3 separate regions of the Pan troglodytes genome follow, and all the other regions are linked to region 3. A link is a contact called in public HiChIP or PLAC-seq data. All regions are on one chromosome and are shown on one strand. Each heading gives the region's core, a stretch centred on a gene start, on an enhancer-like site or on the middle of the called end of the contact. The rest is flanking DNA. Distances are from core to core; before and after follow the strand shown.

Region 1 (4,651 bases), core at 932-3,431, 160 kb before region 3:
GATCGGTTGCCAAGATATATAGAGTCAATAAAGAGATCTGGAGGTCTAACTTCAAATAATCCTCCTAATTTTAGTACCACTTTCACCCCAGCTGTAAGTGATGCTACTAATTTCATGGTAAATCAGGTTGCTTGTAAGCTTTCTTTGCTGCTGGCTTAGTTACCACCTCACTGCAAAATGAGTCTGTTTTCCAGCATCTGTCTCAAGTTTTGCTATTAACTCCTCTCCCTTTGACTCCTTTTTAAAACAACTTTAGGCCAGGCACAGCACGCTCACACCTGAAATCCTGGCACTTTGGGAGGCCAAGGCAGGAGGATCCTTTGAGTCCAGGAGTTCAAGACCAGCATAGGCAACACAATGAGACCCTGTCTCTACAAAAAAAATTAAAAATTAGCCAGATATGGTAGCACACATCTATGGTCCTAACTCTTCAGAAGGCTGAAGTGAGAGGATCACTTGAGCATGGGAGTTTAAGGCTGCAGTGAGCCATGACTGAGCCACTGCATTCCAGCCTGGGCAGCAGAGTGAGACCTTGTCTCAAAAAATAAAATTTTTTTTAAAAAGCAACTTTCTGTTATTTTATTAGCATTTAGGGAAGGATTAAGTCAAATGCCAGACCCATCAAGTTTTTTGTTTTTTGAGACAGGGTCGCGTTCTGTTACCCAGGCTGGAGTGCAGTGGCACAATCCATGGCTCACTGCAGCCTCGACCTCTCAGGCTCAAGAAATCCTCCTATCTCAGCCTCCCAAGAAGCTGGGAATACAGGCATCAGCCACCAAGACTGGCTATTTTTTTTAATTTTTAATTTATACTTTTTAAAAAATTATTTGAATTTATTTATTTATTAGAGACGGAGTTTCACTCTTGTAGCCCCAGCTGGAGTGCAACAGCGCAATCTCAGCTCACCGCAATCTCCGCCTCCCAGGTTCAAGTGATTCTCCTGCCTTAGCCTCCTGGGTAGCTGGGATTACAGGCATGCGCCACCATGCCCAGCTAATTCTGTATTTTTAGTAGAGACGGGGTTTCTCCATGTTGGTCAGGCTGGTCTCGAACTCCTGACCTCAGGTGATCCACCCGCCTCGGCCTCCCAAAGTGCTGGGATTACAGGTGTGAGCCACCACACCCAGCCTTTATTTTTTAAATATAGGAGACGGGGTCTCACTATATTGCCCAGGCTGGTCTCGAAGTCCTTAGTTCAAGTGATCCTCCCACCTCAGCATCCCAAAGAGCTGAAATTACAGGAGTGAGCCACCATGCCCAGCCCCCAAATTTTTTTATAAAGACAGTATCTCACTATGTTCCCCAGGCTAGACCATTCAGTTTAACTGAGTCTAACCTTCATTTGCTAACCTTGGGCAAACTAGTTTCATTCTTGATAATCCACTATAAACTGTTACAAGCGATCTTTCCAAAAAAGGTAATTCTGGTCATAACACACTTCTTAAAAACCCTTTAAAGGCTCAAATGTCTTCAGACTCAAGTCCAAAGTACATAGCTTGCAAGCCTTTTCCTGATTCCGCTCCTCTCTCCAGCCTCACCATTGTCATACCTAACCCCCACCACACTCCGTTCACTCCAGGCAGGCAGAATCCCTTGCTGGACTCCACATGCGCTGTTCCCGTCACAGCACCATGCTCTTGCCTATGCCGTCCCCCTTTTCCACTACAAGCTCTCATCCACGTAGTTCACCTTTAAGATTCAGCTCACGCCTGTAATCCCAGCACTTTGGGAGGCCGAAGCGGGTGGATCGCTTGAGGTCGAGTTCGAGACCAGCCTGGCCAACATGGTGAAACCCTGTCTCTACTAAAAATACAAAAATTAGCCGGGCGTGGTGGCGGGCGCCTATAATCTCAGGCACCCGGGAAGCTGAAGCAGGAGAATCGCTTGAACCTGGGAGGTGGAGGTTGCAGGGAGGGAGATCTTGCGACTGCACTCCAACCTGGACGACAGAGTAAGACTGTCTCATAAATAAATAAACTTGTGTAGAATAAACTAGAGGCCACAGACAGTGTCAAGAAGATGGACAGGCCTGAATGGCCTCGGGCTAGGGGATATTCCACTGTCGCCTCTGACTACGGGTGGTCCTGTGGCTGAGGCGCAGCAGGCCCTGGGAGTTGTAGTTCATCAAGCGGAACGAGGAGGCGAGGCTGCGCTGAGCATCCTGGGAATCGTAGTGCTCGCTACGCGGTGCTCTCTGCGCAGGCGCACACCGAGAGCCACTTCCGGAACAAGCGTCGCGTTTCTGAGGAGACACTCTTGGTGAGAAATCCCAAAGTGATAATGGCTACCTACAGCCTGGCGAACGAGAGACTACGCGCTCTGGAAGACATTGAACGGGAAATCGGCGCCATCCTTCAGAATGCAGGTTCGGGATGCGACAACCCGGACAGCGGGGAGCGAAAGCGTGACCGGGCTGCACCGGCAGGCTGACCTGGGACTTGGAGCAGGGTTGGGAAGGGAATCCTACCTCCGTGCGCAGCGAAAGGGCGGGACTGAGAGGGGCTGGCCTAGGGCGAGGCTACACTGGCAGTCTCCGTGTGTCCCCGCCCTCTCTCCGCCCTGGCAGGTACTGTGATCCTAGAATTGTCCAAGGAAAAAACTAACGAGCGGCTCCTAGACCGGCAGGCGGCGGCCTTCACCGCTTCAGTGCAACACGTGGAGGCGGAGCTGTCAGCTCAGATCCGCTACCTCACCCAGGTCGGTGTGTCTGGGGGGTTCTGCGAGCGAACCCCAGCTCTGGGTCAAAGCCTCAGGCTTGGGTGATCCCGGGTGGAGCATTAACTGGGCAGGACCAGACCTCCCCAGCCGGCCATCCAGAGCGGGTTTCTTCCTCTAAAAGGAAAGAATGGGCCGGGCGCAGTGGCTTGACAGAGTTCGAGACCAGCCTGGCCAACACGGTGAAACCTCGTCTCTACTAAAAATATAAAAATTAGGCCAGGCGCGGTGGCTCACTCCTGTAATCCCAGCACTTTGGGAGGCTGAGGCGGGTGGATCATCTGAGGTCAGGAGTTCGAGACCAGCCTGGCCAACATGGTGAAACTCCATCTCTACTAAAAATACAAAAATTAGCTGGGCTGGTAGCGGGCACCTGTAATCCCAGCTACTTGGAAGGGTGAGGCAGGAGAGTCGCTTGAACCCAGGAGGTGGAGGTTGCAGTGAGCCAAGATTGCAGCACTGCACTCCAGCCTGGGTGACAAAGCAAGACTGTCTCCAAAAAAAAAAAAAAAAAAAAAAAAAAAAGCCGGGCTTGGTGGTGAGTACCGGTAATCCCAGCTACTTGGAAGGCTGAGGCAGGAGAATCGCTTGAACCCAGGAGGCGGAGGTTGTTGTACTTAGCCGAGATCATGCCATTGCACTCCAGCCTGGGTAACAGAGCAAAAACTCTGTCTCAAAAAATAATAAATAATAAAATGAAAGAATTAAAGGTGGCCCTGCATACCTCACTGGGTAACATCACATGTGCCTAGCAGAAGATGTGTAACTAATGCTAGAACTACAGAACTTTGTCACTGGAAACTTGGCCTGACCTCCAGGCCACGAGGTCCCAAATCCTTATATCCTGAGAAGAGGGACAGGATTGAGAAGGTTCTGAAATCGTCGCAGGGACCACTACCATTACTAATTTTTATGGTGTGCCAGATACTCTGCATTACTTTATCTAATCCTCAACAACTCTAGGAAGTAGTTATTGTCACCCCCATTTTACAGGCAAGATTAACATAAGTTAAATGATTTATTTACCCAGCTACCAGGTGGCCTAACAAATTCAAACTCGGGAAAGAAATGAGACAAGACCTGATGCCTGGTTGGAGTTAGGGTAAAGGAGATGGTGCTCCATTGATAGTCTGTCTTGTAGGTGGCCACAGGGCAGCCCCATGAGGGCTCCAGCTACTCTTCGAGGAAGGACTGTCAGATGGCTCTGAAGCGAGTGGACTATGCCCGCCTCAAGCTCAGTGATGTGGCTCGAACCTGTGAGCAGATGCTGGAGAACTAGGCCAGGGAGATGGACCCAGAGCTGAGAGGGAGACCATCACCTGTGCCATGGGACAGAACCTGGGAACATGTAGGGTGGGGAGTATGAGCACCAACATACCCTGCTGGTCAAAGTACCCTAGGACAAAGGGGCAAATGGTAGGCATGGAAAAACTGAAGCCCGAGCCTGCCCACAGCTATGCCCTGGCCTCTCCAGCAGGGTGCTCCTCCTCTGCACTCCAGAAACACCCTGACAGGCTCAGAGAGGAGATGGAAACTGACATACCCAACCCACTTCCTCAAACACTTCATGCTGCTGCCCCAGGCTTCCCGCAGACTTGGCCTAACGAAGATACATACTTCTTCATTCGGAGAGACAAAACAAGAACTAGAGTTTTAATAATAATAAAAGCAATAACAATAAAAACAAGATCAGACTCTCACTGGGGTAGGCAAGGGACTGAGGAAGTGAAACCAACCCGTATGGTGTCCCAGCACAGCGCCTGCTAAGGAGGGAGGGTGGGAAAGCCCAGGCCTTCGTTGCGGGTACAGGAGGATGCAGGAGAGGGCTGAGGTGGGGGAGGAACAACTGGTGTACTGGGAGAGAGATTTGGGACGAGGGGGAACCATCAGCAAAAAATGAAGCCAGGAATCACAGTAAGGGCGCAAGGGCTGAGGC
Region 2 (4,775 bases), core at 1,644-4,143, 180 kb before region 3:
CCTCTGCTTTAAAAACCAGTACTGGTTCCACATGTCCTTCTGTGCGGCCCTCAATCTCATTCCATCTGCTATACAAACTCCTCCACAGCCTGTTCCAGACTTCCCCACCAACACTACGCAACAGGACGTGCCTTGTCTTTCTCTTTGAAATGCCCTTCCTCAACTTCTGCCCGGCCGGGCGCGGTGGCTCACACCTGTAATTCCAGCACTTTGGGAGGCTGAGGCAGGTGGAACACAAGGTCAGGCGTTCGAGACCAGCTTGGCCAACATGGTGAAACCCCGTCTCTATTAAAAATACAAAAAGTAGCCAGGCGTTGCAGGTGCCTGTAATACACCAGCTACTCACGAGGCTGAGGCAGAGAATTGCTTGAACCCAGGAGGCAGGGGTTTTGGTGAGCCGAGATCCCGCCACTGCACTCCAGCCAGGGTGACAGAGTGAGACTCCATCTCATAAAAAAGAAAAAAAAAAGGCTGGGCACAGTGGCTCACATCTATAATCCCAGCACTTTGGGAGGCCCCCGCAGGCAGATCATCTGAGGTCAGGAGTTCAAGAGCAACCTGGCCAACATATTGAAACCCCATCTCTACTAAAAAAAAATATTTAAAAACTAGCCAGGCAGGGTAGTGGACGCCTATAATCCCAGCTACGCGGGAGACTGAGGCAGGAGAACTGCTTGAACCCAGAAGATGGAAGTTGCAGTGAGCCAACACAACACCACTGTGTCCAGAATTGATGGAGTTCTTGGTCTTACTGACTTTAAGAATGAAGCCATGGACCCTCACAGCAAGTGTTAAAGTTCTTATAAGGCAGCATATCCGGAGTTTGTTCCTTCATGACGTTCAGATGTGTTCGGAGTTTCTTCCTTCTGGTGGGTTCGTGGTCTTGCTGGCTTAAGAGTGAAGCTGCAGACCTCTGTGGTGTTAACCCTCTTAAGGCCGTGTCTCCGAAGTTGTTCATTCTTCCTGGTGGGTTTGTGGTTTATGCTGACTTCAGGAGTGAACCTGCAGACCTCCACAGTGAGTGTTACAGCTCATAAAGGCAGTATGGACCCAAAGAGGAAGCAGCAGCAGCACCATTTAACTGCAAAAAGCAAAAGAACAAACGGTCTACCTTAACAGAAGAGTACCCAAAGGCATCGCCACTGCTAGCTCAGGCAGCCTGCTTTTATTCTCTAATCAGCCCCACCCACATCCTGCTGATTGGTTCATTTTACAGAGAGCTGATTGGTCCATTTTACAGAGAGCTGATTGGTCTGTTTTGGCAGGGTGCTGATTGGTGCATTTACAATCCCTGAGCTAGACACAAAAGTTCTCCAAGTCCCCACTAGATTAGCTAGATACAGAGTGTGGATTGGTGCATTCACAAACCCACAGCTAGACACAGGGTGCTGATTGGTGTGTTTACAAACCTTGAGCTAGATACAGAGTGCCGATTGGTGTATTTACAATCCCTTAGCTAGACATAAAGGTTCTCCAAGTCCCCACCAGACTCAGGAGCCCATTTGGCTTCACCCAGTGGATCCCGCTTGGGGGCCGCAAGTGGAGCTGCCTGCCAGTCCTGTGCCGTGTGCCTGCACTCCTCAGCCCTTGGGTGGTCGATGGGACTGTGTGCCTTGGAGCAGGGGGCGGTGCTCATCGGGGAGGCTCGGGCCGCACAGGAGCCCACGGAGGGGGAGGGGAGGCTCAGGCATGGCGGGCTGCAGGTCCCGAGCCCTGCCCCGAGGGAAGGCAGCTAAGGCCCAGCGAGAAATTGAGCACAGCAGCTGCTGGCCCAGGTGCTAAGCCCCTCACTGCCCGGGGCTGGCCGGCCACTCCGAGTGCGGGGCCGCCGAGCCCACGCCCACCCGGAACTCGCGCTGGCCCGCAAGCACCGCGCGCAACCCCGGTTCCCGCCCGCGCCTCTCCCTCCACACCTCCCCGCAAGCTGAGGGAACCGGCTCCGGCCTTGGACAGCCCAGAAAGGAACTCCCACAGTGCAGTGGAGGGCTGAAGGGCTCCTCAAGCGCGGCCAGAGTGGGTTCCAAGGCCGAGGAGGCGCCGAGAGCGAGTGAGGGCTGCCAGCACGCTGTCACCTCTCACCACTGCACTCCAGCCTCGGCGACAGAGTGAGACTGTCTCAAAAAAAAAAAAAAAAAAGAAAAAGAAAAAGAAAAAAAACTTCTGCGCATCCTTCAGAAAGACTGTCCTCATCCGTTCCCCGCTCTGGACAGCCTGCACTCCCTCCACCCCCGCCCGGGCCAATTGCTGTTAGCGGCTGTGTCTTCTGACTCAGACCTCTGTAATAGCATTCCTGGGTAATACCTGTGTATGTGTCTCCTCAACTATTCTAGGAAGGCAGGGGCCATGGTAATTCGTATGTGTCCCCATCGATTGGCATAGTGAATAGCATAACATAGGCACGGATGGATGGGTCCATAGATGGACCGATGGATGGGAGCGGGTGAGTGAGTGGATGTTAGCTGGGATGGGTGGGTGAAGGAGATGGATAGTCAGAGACATTGGAAAAGGGAACCCTGCGAAGATCAAATGCAAACACCAGGAGGAGCTGACACGCTGCAGTGAAGAAGCGGGAGGGCTGGCCACAGAAGGCGGTACGCTCCGAGTGGAGCAGGTGAGCGGCGCGCACTGAAGCAAGCATCACGCAATTGAACCGCTCACCCACGTGTTCCCCCCCACCATCCTCCTTCCCAGACGGCGCTTCAGCTCATTCCACAGCCCCCAGCAGCCCGGTCGCCCCCACCGCCACTGAGAAAGCAAACAAAGGGGAGGAGACCCCTGCAGGTTCTGGATGCCGAAGGCCAATCGAAAGACTTAGATCCCCTGGAAGGCGGGCGCCTTGGTTTAGGGGGGTCCAATCGGTTTCAAGGGGTTGCAGCGGGGCGGGGAGATGGGCGGGAGGAGCGGGAGCGGGCCCCGCGCGCGGGGGAGGGCTACCAGGCTGGGAAGGAGCGCGAAGGGCTGGGGGCGGAGCCAATGGCCCCGCGTGTCTGCTAGGAGAGGGCGGGCAGTGCCGCGGCGCGCGCGATCCGGCTGACGCATCTGGCCCCGGTTCCCCCAGACCAGAGCGGGGCCGGGAGGGAGGGGGAAGAGGCGAGAGCGCGGAGGGCGCGCGTGCGCATTGGCGCGGGGAGGAGCAGGGATCTTGGCAGCGGGCGAGGAGGCTGCGAGCGAGCCGCGAACCGAGCGGGCGGCGGGCGCGCGCACCATGGGGGAGAAACCCGGGACCAGGTAAGGGAGGTGGGGCCACGCGGCGGGGCATGGGCGGCGGCTCGGGGCGGGGGCTGGGACGGTCCCAGACGAGGGCGCAGCGGAGAGGATCTGGGGGCCGGACGCCTGGGTCCCTAGGGACAGCCATCCGGGGCCGCACGCGCAGGTCCTCGAGGATAATGAGGGTGGGGGGGAAATGCCCGGGCCCCTGCAGAAAGCGAGGCCTGAGGGGGATCAGAAAAACCGGTGTCGGGGTTCTCGCAGGGATGTGGGGCCAGACTACTGGGCTCTCCCGTGCAGGCTGCGATGCAGGGACGGAGGAAGGAGGAGCAGGTGGCTGGCCCCGAGGGGTCGTGTACGGGGAGGCTGGATGCCGGGAGGTGGGGGATCCACTCCAGACTCGCGCCAAGCCAATGGAAAGCCTCCTGTCCAATATCCCCCAGGTAGTCGCGCTGCCCACACCTGTCCCGAGGGCCGGGTGGCTCCTCACCCAAACTTCTACCTTCCCTTGGGTTGCCAGGAGCAACAGCTTCATCTTGGGGGAGCCGAGTGCGTGGCGACCCTCCCTGAAACTAGATCGTATCCCTCTCTCTGGGGGTGGGGGAGGCAGTATTCGCCCTGGGCGCGCGTCCACTCCCCGGATGTTTTCTGTGCAATCGAGGCTCTTTCCTTCCACTGATACCCCGAGTTCTCTTTTTTGGTCTCTAGCAAAATCCACTTCCTGTTGTGACTCAACACCCCCAAGGGGCAAGGGGTGGATGCCTGAGTCCCAGGGGAGCGGGAGCAAAAGACGAAAAGGTTGGGGCTGTAGGCCTCAACTCAGAGGGTATCAGGAATAGGGAATTGGTCCTGAGCTCTGGCTTGCTCTGCAAAACATCATATCAACCCCACTTCCAACCTATAGAGTATGAGAACCCGGGTTTCTGAGCATCAAGTGGACGAGCATCAGAAAGAGATCATCAGAGAGATGATCGGTCTCCTGGATCAGGGTTTAAACATCCCAGAGAAAGGGGAAGTTGCTGACTTGTGGGAGGCCCCTGATTTCCGTCATGTGGTTCAGGGAGTGGGACAGATGGACCAAAGGGGACTGCTAACTTGGCACAATTTCCCTCACCCCCATCAAATTCTGGGCCACAGGAAATGGAGCGAATAGCAGGAAGTGTGAAAGGACATCTGCTTCAGCTACCCCTGCTCCCACTGGGCACCTCCCTGGTCATCCCCACACTCTGCCTCCTTGGCCAGCCTAGTATATGCATGCTGCTCCTCCCCAGCCTGGCAGGAGGTGGCTGGGTTAGGATCCAAAGGGCAGGTGCCTTGCAGCTGCTCCAGGGCAATTGCCCCAGAACCACACTCCAGTTGGCCCACTGATTGTGGCTGTCACAGCCCTGTGCCAGGGCTCCTAATGGGAGGACACCCTGGGACAAAGAGGAAAACCAGAAGCAAAGGGGAGGGAGAGCCTGGATGATGCCACGGCACTCAGCTCCCAAGTTGGGATGAAAGATAGGGTGTTTATTCTAGCGGCTACCATATCGATGTGTATTCTCTTTTATTGGTTAGGAATACCTGGG
Region 3 (4,553 bases), core at 1,435-3,934:
GGATGGTTGGTGGTGGTGGCTTCCTGAAAGCGGGCCCCTCTGGGAGCTCGGAGGGCAGTCAGCCACTACCGCTGCCCTGCGCTCCCTTCAGCTTCCGAGGACTTCCCAGCTGGCCCCCAGGGGGCGAGTGGTGCACCCTCTCCCCTAACATCCCAGCCTTTCCTCTGGGTGAGGGGCACTGTGAGTCTCCTCCTGCAGTCTCTGTGTCTCCCTCACCTCTTCTGCCACCCCTTCTTCCCTTCTCTCCCTCTCCCAGTTGACACCCCCCCCCCCCAACCCCAGCCCTTGGTGACTACTTCTCCTGCCCCACCCAGGTGTTTTTTGCCTCAGTCCGCTCTGGGGGCAGCAGCCAAGTTTACTTCATGACTCTGAACCGTAACTGCATCATGAACTGGTGACGGGGCCCTGGGCTGGGGCTGTCCCACACTGGACCCAGCTCTCCCCCTGCAGCCAGGCTTCCCGGGCCGCCCCTCTTTCCCCTCCCTGGGCTTTTGCTTTTACTGGTTTGATTTCACTGGAGCCTGCTGGGAACGTGACCTCTGACCCCTGATGCTTTCGTGATCACGTGACCATCCTCTTCCCCAACATGTCCTCTTCCCAAAACTGTGCCTGTCCCCAGCTTCTGGGGAGGGACACAGCTTCCCCTTCCCAGGAATTGAGCGGGCCTAGCCCCTCCCCCCTTTTCTCCATTTAAGAGGAGAGTGCTTGGGGCTTGAACCCCTTACCCCACTGCTGCTGACTGGGCAGGGCCCTGGACCCCTTTATTTGCACGTCAGGGGAGCCGGCTCCCCCCTTGAATGTACCAGACCCTGGGGGGGGTCACTGGGCCCTAGATTTTTGGGGGGTCACCAGCCACTCCAGGGGCAGGGACCATTTCTTCATTTTCTGAAAGCACTTTAATGATTCCCCTTCCCCCAAACTCCAGGGAATGGAGGGGGGACCCCGCCAGCCAAAACATTCCCCCCATTCCCGACCCCCATCTCCTCTTCTAGCCCATGCCCTTCCCCGGGGGAGGGAGGGAGCAGGGAGCCCTCACTCTCCACGCCCCTTGCTTGCATCTGTATATAGTGTGAGCAGCAAGTAACCCTCCTCCTCCCTCCCCCCCCCCACCCCTCCTCAATGTAGTGGCCTTGGATATCCTGTTTGTTAATAAAGACAATTCAACCAGCTCCCACCATGCAGGCCGCATGTCCTTGCTTTCTGTCAGTCCTGTAGACTAGGCAGAGAGAGCCTCCAGGGTGGGGAAGAAAGGGGCATGGTGGGCTGGGATCTGCAATGAGTGAGCCTCATGGGGTGGGATGGGCAGTGCTGGGCCAAGAAAACCTAGAAGAAATGACTGTGGAAGGGTCAGGGCCGCCTCAGCCTTAAACCTTTGGGCCTGAGGGCCACCAGCACTGAAGGTGTTTGGTTCCCACCCGCTCCAGCAGAGCCAGACCAGGGAAGAAGTGGGTTTCCTGGCTACAGCCTCCCTGTGTGCAAGTCCTGCAAAGGGGGCTCCTGTTTGGCTATGAGAGGAATATAGATAGATAGCCCACAAGCTGGCAGCCACCAGAGTCCCGTGGGGCTGAGCCTGAGAAAGGCTGGGAGGTCAGCAAGGCTGAATGAAGGGCAGTCCTTGCTTTCTGGAAGACGGCACCTGAGAGCCTTTGTGAACCGTTTCCTCCTGCTGACCCCTGGACTGCGGCCAGGCCTACACACGCCAGGGAGCGGGCACACACCATTCTTGTGAAGTTCACAAACTGCAGATTGATCAGCAGGGGGAAGGGATCATAATGCCGTGGTGGCGGCAGCCTACTTTTTCAAAATCAATTTCCTACTGGAGATGGGTGGGAAATTGAAGTCGGTGCGCGCTAAGGCTGGATACACGGCGCGTAGGGGAGATCAGGCACTCGGTTGAAGTAGGCCCCGAGGAAGATGAGGCTGGAGCCCACGCTGAAAAGCACCAGAGCGGCCCAGAAGCAGATGTTGTCAAGGGCATTCCCCATGCGCACCCAGTCGGACACTTCCTGGGGAAGGGTCGGCACAGTCAGTAAAGAGGCAGCTGCAGGAGCCAGCGGCATGGGAGACAGTGGTGGGCCTCTGCCGCGCTCCACCCGCCTCTGGCTCCTGTCCCACCTCGCCGGTGGCCTCCTGATCTCTCGTGCTCTCAGCCACGAAGTTCACGGCATCCACACAGCAGCGGACCTCGGGGGCGGCGGCGCCCAGGCTCTGGCAGAAGGCAGCTGGCGGGGAAAACACCGGGGTGGGCCTTAGGAGCCTCCCCCGTGGCAGGCACCCCACGCGGCCCCCCGGGCCACTGTGCTCACCCGTCCAGGTCCCGTGCCGGTGCCTCTGCCCCTCAAACACGAGCTCACTCCGTGGCTTTTTCAGTATCAGCTCCTCCGCGCGGAGCAATAAGCCCACCGACGACGCCCGCCTTGGGGGCGAGGCGGCCCGGGGGGCCTCGGGGGGCGGCGGGGAGCCCAGGAGGCGCGGCAGCAGCTCCAGGAGAACCTGGGGCAGGGGCGGGGCTTAGGGGACGGGGTTAGTACGAAGCCCCACCCCCACCCGGGCTGCACCGCCCCCTCCGCGCTTACGTGGCGCAGCCGCGGGGACATGGCGTGGGTGGTGGGCGTCCGCAGGGACACGTTGAGCACGATGACGCAATTCATGACAATGAGCGTGGAGACCACCATGACGAAAATAAGGAACCTGAGGAGCCCGGAAGGCATGACATCACCGTTCCTCCTCCCAGCTACCAAAGGCGCCGCGCGCTGACCTCACAAACACGGCTTCTCCTGGTACGGGCTGGTTACGCCCTCCAGCTGCGCCCCCTACACGACGACAGACGCGTCCCCCAGCCCTTCTCCTGTCCTACCACTTGTGGCGGCCATGAAGGGGACCCCCAGCTCCCTGGACACCCTGATGTGGATCTACCACTTCCACAGCTCCACCGAGGTGAGGCTACGCCCGCCAAGGGCTGCACCTCGAGACCTTCTGGGTAGGTCTCCTGTTCGCCCCTGTGACCCCTGCCCTGCTACTCTACTGCTCTGCTCCTTCTCCAGGTGGCCCTCCAGCCGCCGCTTCTGTCTTCCCTGGAACTCTCCGTGGCCGCAGCCCATGAATATCTGGAGCAGAGGTTCAGAGAGCTGAAGTCCCTGGAGCCACCGGAACCGAAGATGCAGGGGATGCTGCCTGCCCCGAAGCCCACCCTGGGGCTGGTGTTAAGAGAAGCCACAGCCAGCCTCGTGAGCTTCGGCACCACCTTGTTAGAGGTGGGGTACTGGGGGGCTTAGGATACGCGGCGATCGGGCAGCGGGAACAAGGACCTCTGCCTCCCCGCTAACCCCTGTGCCCCCAATGCAGATCTCAGCCCTGTGGCTGCAGCAGAAGGCACGGCGACTAGACGGCAGCGCGGGCCCAGCCCCAGACGGCAGGGATCCGGGTGCAGCGCTGAGCCGGGTAGCCCAGGCCGCAGGGCAGGGGGCTCGGCAAGCTGGGGCTGCGGTGGGCGCCAGCGCTCGGTTCCTAGTCCAGGGAGCGTGGCTATGCCTGTGTGGACGGGGTCTGCAGGGGTCTGCAGGGGTCTGCCTCATTCCTGCGACAGTGGCAACAGCAGCTAGGCCTCGGAATCCCCGGAGAACCGGTGAGCTCAGGACACGGAGTGAGTTAGGGGCCAGAGGCGGCGGGGCTAGGGAGGCACTGAGCCGGACTGTCCCCCAACAGAGCTACTCAGGTGACGTCCAGCAGCAGTGAGGAGGACGGCGGACTAGGGACTCCATCCCCGTACCAGCCCCACCCAGCGTCCGAATAAAGCCCAGGGCGGGGCGAGACAGCCAGAGCTTTTCCCGGGGTCTCTGGGTTTTGGCCACGCCCCCACCCGACAACCTCCCCGGCCCCGCCCTTCACACTGGCCACACCCCCGCGGGGGCTCTGCCTTCACCTGCCCAGGAGCGGCACGCTCAGAGACGTCTCTGGGATTTTCTGGGCAATGAGGAACAAGAAGACGGTCTGGGCGAGCAGGACGTTGATGGAGACCGTGCATTTCTGGCCGCCGGCTGGAGGGAGAGCCAGTGAGAGCGGGCCCCGCCTCCGCGGGAGCGAGCCCGGGTTTGGGGGTAGGTTCGGGGCCACTGCTTACCCTGCGCCGGCAGGAAGTAGGCGAGCAGCACCAGGCCCGAGATGAGCACACAGGGCACGATGATGTTAATGACGTAGAAGAGCGGCTTCCGGCGGATGATGAGCGAGTAGATGACGTCAGTCTCCCCTGGGCCGTCGGTGGCACCACCGTGGTGGCGGCGGATCACCCCCGGGCAGAAGTCGATGGCCCACTCGCCGTTCTCTGCGGGACGGGGGCACGGTCAGCTGGCTGTCAGAGCGGGGCGCCCGCCGAGCTGACAGCGGGCTGAAGAGGAGGCTGCGGCTGTCTGCACCAGGGTCATGGGCCGTCAGGATGGGGGCAATTACGGACAGAAAAGGGCATTCTCGTTGAGGGTATGGAAAGCCAGAAGGCAGGACTAGAGTAACAATCGAGAATGATTTCAGGACAGGGGTAAGCTAAACCCAGTTGTGGA

What was found. HiChIP or PLAC-seq counts read pairs in DNA pulled down with a chosen protein or histone mark.
Region 1: an H3K4me3 HiChIP or PLAC-seq map of stem cell-derived excitatory neurons shows a contact between it and region 3, with 15 times the contacts expected there. The contact joins the promoter of MED11 here to the promoter of C17H17orf107 in region 3. A contact is called at or near these places in 3 of 7 Hi-C or Micro-C datasets (induced pluripotent stem cells and stem cell-derived neural progenitor cells) and 1 of 1 datasets of contacts at active chromatin or transcription factors (stem cell-derived excitatory neurons).
Region 2: an H3K4me3 HiChIP or PLAC-seq map of stem cell-derived excitatory neurons shows a contact between it and region 3, with 11 times the contacts expected there. The contact joins the promoter of ARRB2 here to the promoter of C17H17orf107 in region 3. A contact is called at or near these places in 1 of 7 Hi-C or Micro-C datasets (blood) and 1 of 1 datasets of contacts at active chromatin or transcription factors (stem cell-derived excitatory neurons).

Annotation. Positions count from the first base shown.
Region 1 is chr19:15,253,174-15,257,824 of NHGRI_mPanTro3-v2.0_pri, forward strand. MED11 (mediator complex subunit 11) reads left to right here and starts at 2,182. Exons shown (of 3, transcript XM_016931279.3): 1 at 2,182-2,365; 2 at 2,567-2,697; 3 at 3,746-4,402. The coding sequence starts at 2,281. The coding sequence ends at 3,787. It overlaps CXCL16 (C-X-C motif chemokine ligand 16), which reads right to left. Exons shown (of 6, transcript XM_511288.7): 6 at 4,348-4,651.
Region 2 is chr19:15,231,770-15,236,544 of NHGRI_mPanTro3-v2.0_pri, forward strand. ARRB2 (arrestin beta 2) reads left to right here and starts at 2,894. Exons shown (of 15, transcript XM_009431656.4): 1 at 2,894-3,228. The coding sequence starts at 3,206.
Region 3 is chr19:15,411,953-15,416,505 of NHGRI_mPanTro3-v2.0_pri, forward strand. C17H17orf107 (chromosome 17 C17orf107 homolog) reads left to right here and starts at 2,685. Exons shown (of 4, transcript XM_003315324.7): 1 at 2,685-2,937; 2 at 3,045-3,254; 3 at 3,346-3,540; 4 at 3,542-3,825. The coding sequence starts at 2,872. The coding sequence ends at 3,652. It overlaps CHRNE (cholinergic receptor nicotinic epsilon subunit), which reads right to left. Exons shown (of 12, transcript XM_016931303.3): 7 at 4,121-4,321; 8 at 3,923-4,037; 9 at 2,577-2,691; 10 at 2,307-2,493; 11 at 2,116-2,222; 12 at 1,771-2,006. The coding sequence ends at 1,851. It overlaps MINK1 (misshapen like kinase 1), which reads left to right. Exons shown (of 32, transcript XM_016931299.4): 32 at 315-1,174. The coding sequence ends at 398.